Regions from separate parts of the Anser cygnoides genome. Here region 2 is linked to region 1. Evidence: chromatin contacts called from public Hi-C data. All regions are on one chromosome and are shown on one strand. Each heading gives the region's core, a stretch centred on a gene start, on an enhancer-like site or on the middle of the called end of the contact. The rest is flanking DNA. Distances are from core to core; before and after follow the strand shown. Region 1 has its middle 100 kb from the start of SPRY2. Region 2 overlaps NDFIP2 (Nedd4 family interacting protein 2).

Region 1 (4,029 bases), core at 657-3,156:
CACTCATGGTAGTACTCAAGAATAATTTCAGAAAACAAAATATATATATATGTGTATGTATACATATATGTGTATGTATAATATACACATATTGAGGAAAATAATAGCTGTGATGAGAAACTGGTCAATTTTTATCCAGCTTCTTTTTCTACATTTTCCTACAGAAAACTCATATCTCCTCCACATGAGGGAGATTTCTAACCAGTCTCATTCTGTTCTCAGTAGATCATCCCTTTTCCTTTTTAAAAATAAAAGCAGCCCCGTTAATTTCAGACAGGATTTAGTGTACTGCATTGTGAGCAGCAGGACTGGCTCACTGCAGCCTCTGACAAGCATTTATACAGCAAGCTGTTCCTGTGTTCAAACACACCGCAAGTTCTGGGCACAACTGTTCCAAAGCCCTTCCCCAGATCCTGTTGACCGTAACACAAAATGCCTGCATGCCTCAAAGTCTCTGCGTAAAATATGTGAGCAGTCCAGGACACCATCCTCATTACAGAATAATGATCATATGCTAATAGTGAATAATGACCATTCCCTAACCTTCATTAGAGAAATATGCCCATGCACCCCAGTTATGGCAGACAGAGGTTTTGTCCTATAGATTTTCTTTCTGGCTTCAGGTATCTCACAGTCTTGGTGCTTAGGAGAACACAAAACAGAACTGGAAACACTTTCTATCTTACAGCCCCAGACCCCGAACTCCTGCTCCTGTTAATTAGACAAAGATTGTTTTCTTAATGTCCCTGCCCCATCCTAATTTGATCATTCTTTCTGGGGTGTAATGATTTAGAAACCTGTGGTGTTGGCAGATAGGAGCTGAAATGCACTGCTTACTGCATGTACGTTCCTGGAACATCAAGTGCCCAAGAAAGTTTTGTAATAAGTACTTGGAGCCAGAGTAGGTAGACAAGGTTCCTAAAGATTGCTCTGATACAGTTAGGCATTTTTCTTCTTCCTAACGTACACAAGTAGCTTTTATATTTGGACGGTGATTTATTGCTGGAGCCCTTAGAAGCATATAGTTAATAATAATCCCTTGACTTCCACAAAAAAAAAAAAAAGTTCTAGGGAAAATTTGGGAGTGTCTGGAAGTAGCTTATTATAAACATATTACTTAGCTCTAATGTTGCAGAGTTTTTAGTTTTCCAGAGATATCAGATGTCCTTAAAAAGCTAAGCAAGTATTTTTTTCAGCAAGGGTTAATAACACACAAACTGAGGCACAAATAGGTCACAGGTGATATAACCACCAGGGGCAAGACAGAAATCAGGACTTAGGAATGTCAAAGATGATATATATGCCCCATCCTTGATACTGTGGTACCTCATGTTTGTATGTGGCCATTTGATTAAACCATGAAGTCTTGCAGTAAATGAAAGAAGAAAAATGTATAGCTCAATTTTCCTTTTATTTTGATTTTTAATAAACACCATGAGTGAATCATTCTGAATGTTATGCTGAATGTATATTAAAAAAATCACTGTAGAGTAGTTTACTTTCATCAAGCCACTTCCCTTATAGGATATAACCTGATTCTTTTCAAAGCATGAGGAACAGGAATAAGACTTTTCCAGTCTTTTTTATTATTTTTTTCCTGCAGTCCTCAAAGGGGTTAAAGAGGTCTAATACAAAGGAGTTAGGCAATGCCTGAAACGGGATAATAAATGTGACACTCTCTGACTATCAGTAGCAAATATTTGAGCTTATCAAATAACGGAGGAAGTAGTTTAGTTACAAATAAACCAATCTCTCATAAAACAAGTCTTCACACAAGGTAATTTCATTGAACTGGAGACAGCTAAAGGCCACTGGCGGGCAGAACTCCCACTCTGTGTGCACTTCGTAATAGTCCCGCATGATTAATGGACAGCCAGGAGGGAGGCCGAGCCCGGGGACGCCGCCGAGGAACCGAGCTGGGCTTCATATCAGCAGAGCAGCCATAAATAAGGCATCTCAGAGTTACTGTGAGGAAGTGACTCATCCTTCTGGAACACAGCAGGATTTGTGCTTTCTCTGGCTCGTCCCCCTCCCCCTCTCACCCTTTTTTCCTCCACAGAGGAGACCAGCGTGTCCTAGAGACTATAGTAGATGTCACCGCTTGGCACTTGCTGTGTAAAGAGAGGACAAATATGTGGGTGTGATGTGGATCTGGAACGATAGCCTTAAAGCTGCAGTGCTCACTCTTTAGGGAGCATCTGGGCTGAGGCAAGCCCAGCAAAATATGTTTCTAAGGGCAGCTTCTTCGTGGAAGATACTCAGATACTGCTTTTCCTTTTCACAACATCTAAACAAGCAGAGCACAAATATAGCACCATTCATTAGCAGGAAAAGGCTTTCTTTCCAAAAGTTATGCAAAAGGGCTAGCAACTAAGACAGGAGAAATGAAGCTAAAAGAAGTGGAACTGAAGCAGAAAGAGTTGCAACATACCCCAGGCTACACTGGGAGTTAAGGTGCAGTTTCACAACCAGGTTAGCACTGATGGAAGCACAGGATGCTGCTGGAGGGCCCAGGCCATGAGCTCCCACCCGCTTCCTAGCAGCTGCTTCTCAAGAGACATGATCCCACATCTGCCCGACCACCTATGGCAACGCAAGGATCCTTGGGGAAGGACAGCAAGATTATTCTTCTGATGGTAGTGTACCTGTAGTGACATTTGTAGGCTTGACTCAGCCTACAAATTTTTTCGATAATAAGAGTATGTGACCTCACTGTAAGAGTGCAAGAAACCCATTCACACCACCAAATAAATCCATTTTCTGCCTCTGACTAAACAGCAAGAAGTCCTGATGGGTATCAGTAACAAAATTTATTTTTTCTCTTTTGTTTTTTTTCAGGCCTAACATGACTCTTATTTACTATGCTATTCATAATACACTAATTATGCACACATTGACTTTAATCTCCACATGCTTCTGTCTAAGCTTGTGAAAAGCATTTGCAGATTATAGAGACCTATAGTCTTGTTCTTGTTTCAGAATGTAAAGAAAACCTAAAAAGTGCTATAATAGAGAAAATCAGACAAGCTGCGTTTGAGGCAGTAGTCTGCTGTTTATTCATGTGTACGTACTTCATATCAGTGAATCCCTTTCTATATTTTCTACATCTATATAGATGTAGAAATATAAATGAAAATATGTAAGTATAAAAGCAGATCCAAAACAGATCATGTAACAGTGGTAGTTTTTGAAGTCCACCTCGTTCTCATCACTGCTGTCTTTGGTGTAGCTATTAATTACAACACTGTGAAAAAGTTCATTAGCACCTTACTGTCAAGGTGGACTTATCTCTACTTTGCTAGCTAAAAGTCAAACATACAAATACTTCTGGAAGTAAATATAATCAAATCACCTGAACAGCTATTGTACTTTTGCTGTCTTCAGGGCAAAACAGACTTTAGTGCCTTTTAAAAGAGCTTTGAATCATACCAATGATTCAGTGAACTCATTAGTGTAAACTGTGACTTTCAGGGGCAAAAGTGATGCACTTTCAGTGCACTGTGGTTAAAAGATATTCTGGCTGGCTGGATGTGGGATGTGGGAAGTGCCTTGGCTGCGGCAGCTAAACGCGCCTGCAATTTTAAAACCTTAGACTCAAGAGACCAAAAAGAAACTGTGATCTTCCACACAGACATGCCAATAGCTTGGATCCTGAAACAGTCCAAGGGGAGCAGTAGTCTTGATAGCTATGTAGGTTATAACTTGCTTGAAGGTGATGAAAAGAGAGAGTGAAATATTTGATGTATACAGAGCACATGTGATAATAAAATGGGAAAAGCAAAACAAAACCCTGCTACCCAACACCCTGGATAGGCCCAGAGCGGTCTACAAAATCACCTTGCTTGCCTCCTTTGTTATAAAAAATGAATTTCTATGTAAAAGGAAGGATGAAATCTACTCTACAGGCTTACCGATGTTTTCCCATCTCCCAGGCCCCACACCATGAACTGGCTTTGTTTCCCATTTAGACTTTCACGGTGTCAATTACAGTTTTTCTAATGTTTCAGTAAACACCTGAAATATTTCTTA
Region 2 (4,029 bases), core at 427-2,926, 260 kb after region 1:
TACATCCTGTTCTCTTACATCTTAATAAACAATCTCTATGGTTACACTGATATTTTGCTATGTGATGCACTTTTTCTTCCTGCTGTCCCTGCTGAGACCCTGACTGTTTCCCATGCTCATTTATTTTGTAAAATAAAAATTGGCAAGCAAAAAGCATTTACTTTTTTTGCTTCTTTAAACCCAAGCCTCCATAGGACACACACCCAAGAAGAAAAAACCTACCCAGAGAATGCTCTGCTAACTTTGACCTAAGACAGATACATTTCTGTACATTTCTACCAAAGGTGCTACCCAGACGTTACCAGAGATAGTCCTACATTCAACTAAAAAGCAGCTGAAACAGCAAAAGGTGGACAAGAAGATTTTAAGGTGCCTGAAAGCATATTTTCTGCATTACACATGCTGGGAAAACAGTCCAAGTTCAACCCATACTTTTATATTTCGCTGTTTAACGGAGGAGGGAAAAAAAATACACCACAGAAAAAAAAACACTTTCCATTGTGTTCCTCAAAAAGAAACATTGGCTAACATTTAAATTTAAAAATGAAAATTGTCTCTCTCTCCAATTTGTTCACTGTGCATGACAGGTCTTTGGAAGTAGACCATTTCACTTTTCCATGAAGCGTGAGCAAATTTTTCCAGACTTTAAATAAAGTAAAGGGAACATAAACAGATAGGTGAACACCAGAAGAGAGAAAAAGATAGCAATGCATGGGCTCAAGTATGTCAAAGGATCATCCAAAAGAAAGGCTCCAGTTTATTCACTTTGAAAGAGACACAGGATATACTACTTAGCATGTTCTGATTGGAAAGTTATCTGAAACAATGAAATACAGATTTGGTTGGCAGAACTCCCATGACTTGATAATAGTCCTTCATTTCCTACTAAGTAGGTCTATTGGGGTAAATTCTTCTGTAGTGTTCTAAAATGCTGTTGGCCTACGTCATGCAAAACATTTGTAAAACAAGGGAATGCTAACTGCTGGATACATACAGTGCCTTTTATTGCAAGCTCTGTGAGTTTAAGAAAAAAGTCTTCTAACAGTTCAGGCTGAAAATAAGGCTTTCCTAAATCTAAGTGATCTAACTTCCGAATGTGAGAAGTGCTGTGAAAGACTAGTAAAAAGAACTACAAATGCACAACTTTTTCTATATGCCTCATGTAGCCAAGTATACAACGGTAGAGCAAGCTATTAAGAAATCTGATTAATACTCTTAAATTGTATTGAAAGAAGGATATGGAAAACTTTTTTTTTATTAAGGATTTTTGGCATTTATTGTGAAACAAATAAATCAGAAGCAGTCAGGATCTCTCAAAAAAAAAATTTACTCAACATTTTACTCCAACATTTGCTGTTAGACCTCAGTTGAACTGACTCAAAGGGAAGACTGCCACCTACTGAATCATCAGCAGCTTACTATGCTTCCAGAGCAAGAAAATAAAATAGATAGTAGCATTCACTCCTGTAAAAGCATATCACTCCAGACTTCACGTTCAAATCACAAAATCCATAGTAGGAAAAAAATTATAATGGTTGGTGTTTGCAATATCAAAATTAAAAACAAAGGCAGAACGTGATGTGTATAAAACTTTGAACACAGGCAGGCAGACCTCTTCAGAAAAAGCTGACGTCATGGAAGCACTGTGATCAGCAAGCATGAAGCCATTCTCTTGTCTGACTGAGTAACTACTGATGCAGCATGCATTTCAAAGGAGTAGAAAAGGACATTTCATGACCTGTGTACAAGACAACTGACTCCACCTTCCTAGGATCAGTCACATTTCATAAAATTTAAAACTTGACATACAAGCATATATATGTAAGTACCTGGTATCACTTACTTTCACTGCGTTCTCTGCATAAAACCTAGAGGTTTTGTTACACAATTCTGCACCCTTAGACGAGCATGAGCAGATTAAAAAGCACAAGCTACAAATCTCAGGTATGTACGTAATTACAAATGTAGAGTACCATTTTGAGTTGAATGTTATTTGAATAGTCTGCAATCCACACTGTAACACTATGGTAATAACCTGGTGAACACTACAGAAATAAGAACAGCATACAAAACTATCAACAGCAAAAGAAAAACATATAGCTAAACATGTTACAGAACTCTAGCTACAAGGACATGATATATCTTTAAGTACTTCATCAAAACAGAAATGTTTTCCATTGCCACTTACCAAGTACAAGGAATATCCACCAAAGCCAGTACTGTCCATTGAAATATCCAGTAAAGTAATCTGAAAACTGGAATTCATACACAAGGCTTAGCTGTAGCAAGAAAGATGACTAAGACACATTTAATGCTTTATGCAAATACAGGAAGTTGAGGGGAAAAAAAAATTAAAGAAAAATACTGTATTCTCCTAAAATAGAAAACTGGTATTTGTGTCATAGTTTAACATACAAATAACACTTCCAGTATCAGGTGGTCTTTGACAAAGTTATTTCAAAAGCTCTAAAATATATATACGTGTGTATATACGTGTATATGTTGCATATATTACTTGCCAGAATCATCTGACATTTTCTATTATAATGAATCACCACTGTCAATTTCCTACCCCCCCACCCAATGCCTGCCGTCCTGAACACATTACGGCAGCCTGCTGCTTTAGATATTAACACCAAAAGCCACATTAGTTTAATCTTATCAGACAGGGATGTTCTGCTGACCCCTCAAAAGAAGAGCTTTTGACCTTCTGTATACCCCCTACTGTTAATCGCTGCCAAGAATACCAGCCCCATAAAGACCCCCAACTCATTAAAGTCTTTTCATTTTCAAACCAGCATTCAGTTCCCAGCAGTGAGCTGAACGCAACTAAATGAACCTTGAAGAGGCATTTCAACTGTTCCTGTTAGTGACCATGGTAGACAGTTTTGTCCTCTCTGATGTGGGAGGCAGCTGGAAGGCAGGGTGTGATGGTATTGGAGACAGGTATCTTTGCCTTTACCCGACTCCAGACTGCATGCTTCACTGATAAAAAAGGCTAATCAAATGTCTCCAAAACTCACACAAGAAGTAGGAATGAAGAGATGTGTGAAAAGTTGCCAGAAGGAAAAAAATAACCTTTTTAGTAGCTCTGCACACTTTTTGTACACTTCCCATCCTACTGTCATTCAGTATGTTTACTGCATCCTGCAACAGCACATCCTATTTGTCATTTCCAGTGCATTTCTGTAGTTATCAACCAAGAAATCAAGTAATTCAGGCATTATTTTCTCTAAAATAACCAGAGATGATACTGGGCAACATATTCAACCAAATAAAAATCAGAGCTGTTAAAAGGGTTTTTTGAAAAAGGGTTGAGGGGTTTTTGTTCCCCTCAAGTAACTATGCATTGAGATTCACGTTTTCTACAAAATAAAGCCAGATCATCTGAATTTTTTAAAGGCTCAATAAAAAAAAAAAAAGGTAAAGAAACAGAATTGCCAAATTGAATGAAAAGAACAATTTACATTATCACTATATAAATACTAGCATATCTATTATTCAGCAGACTAAGCATGTTGTATTTTGACAGTTCATTAAAAGACCAAATGAATATTCAACTCCAAGAAAGTTCACTGCATTATGAATCCCACTTCACCTGATAGTCAATATTGTAAATTTTCTTAAGCATGGTTTTTTTTTTTTTTAACTTACAATTTCATTTAATTGGAAAGAAGATTTATTAAAACCACTAACCAATCAATTACTGGCCTAACATGCATTACTCCCACGTTTTTAAGCAAAAGAAATCATTGCTGCAGAATTTACTGAACCACAAATCTGTGCTTTTGTTTCCTAGAAAAAAAAACTATTTTTTCTGGATATAAAAAGTGATACAGAGAAAGCATATGTAAACTAGAACTGTTTAGACACTATATAGTGTCTACTACAGTACTACTGAGCCTGAGTGAGAAAGTTCAGTACAAGCTTTCTGAAAAGTCTGAAGCAAAGGAAATACAATTTTGTGTATAAATGCACACTTGCATGTCACCGTTAAAACAAAATTGTTGGCACATATCCTATGCGCTT

The links. A called contact is a pair of places that touch in the nucleus more often than the background predicts.
Region 2: a Hi-C map of liver shows a contact between it and region 1, with 3 times the contacts expected there. The contact joins two enhancer-like sites. A contact is called at or near these places in 2 of 7 Hi-C or Micro-C datasets (granulosa cells and liver).

What each region holds. Positions count from the first base shown.
Region 1 is chr1:165,549,750-165,553,778 of Taihu_goose_T2T_genome, forward strand. No RefSeq gene overlaps it. Among named protein-coding and RNA genes, the nearest start is that of SPRY2, 100 kb to the left of the region's middle. Within about 2 kb of position 1,907, at least 2 of the 3 cell types and tissues checked have open chromatin away from gene starts, as enhancers often do.
Region 2 is chr1:165,812,450-165,816,478 of Taihu_goose_T2T_genome, forward strand. It overlaps NDFIP2 (Nedd4 family interacting protein 2), which reads right to left. Exons shown (of 9, transcript XM_048047471.2): 7 at 2,189-2,255. Among named protein-coding and RNA genes, the nearest start is that of NDFIP2, 41 kb to the right of the region's middle. Within about 2 kb of position 1,677, at least 1 of the 3 cell types and tissues checked has open chromatin away from gene starts, as enhancers often do.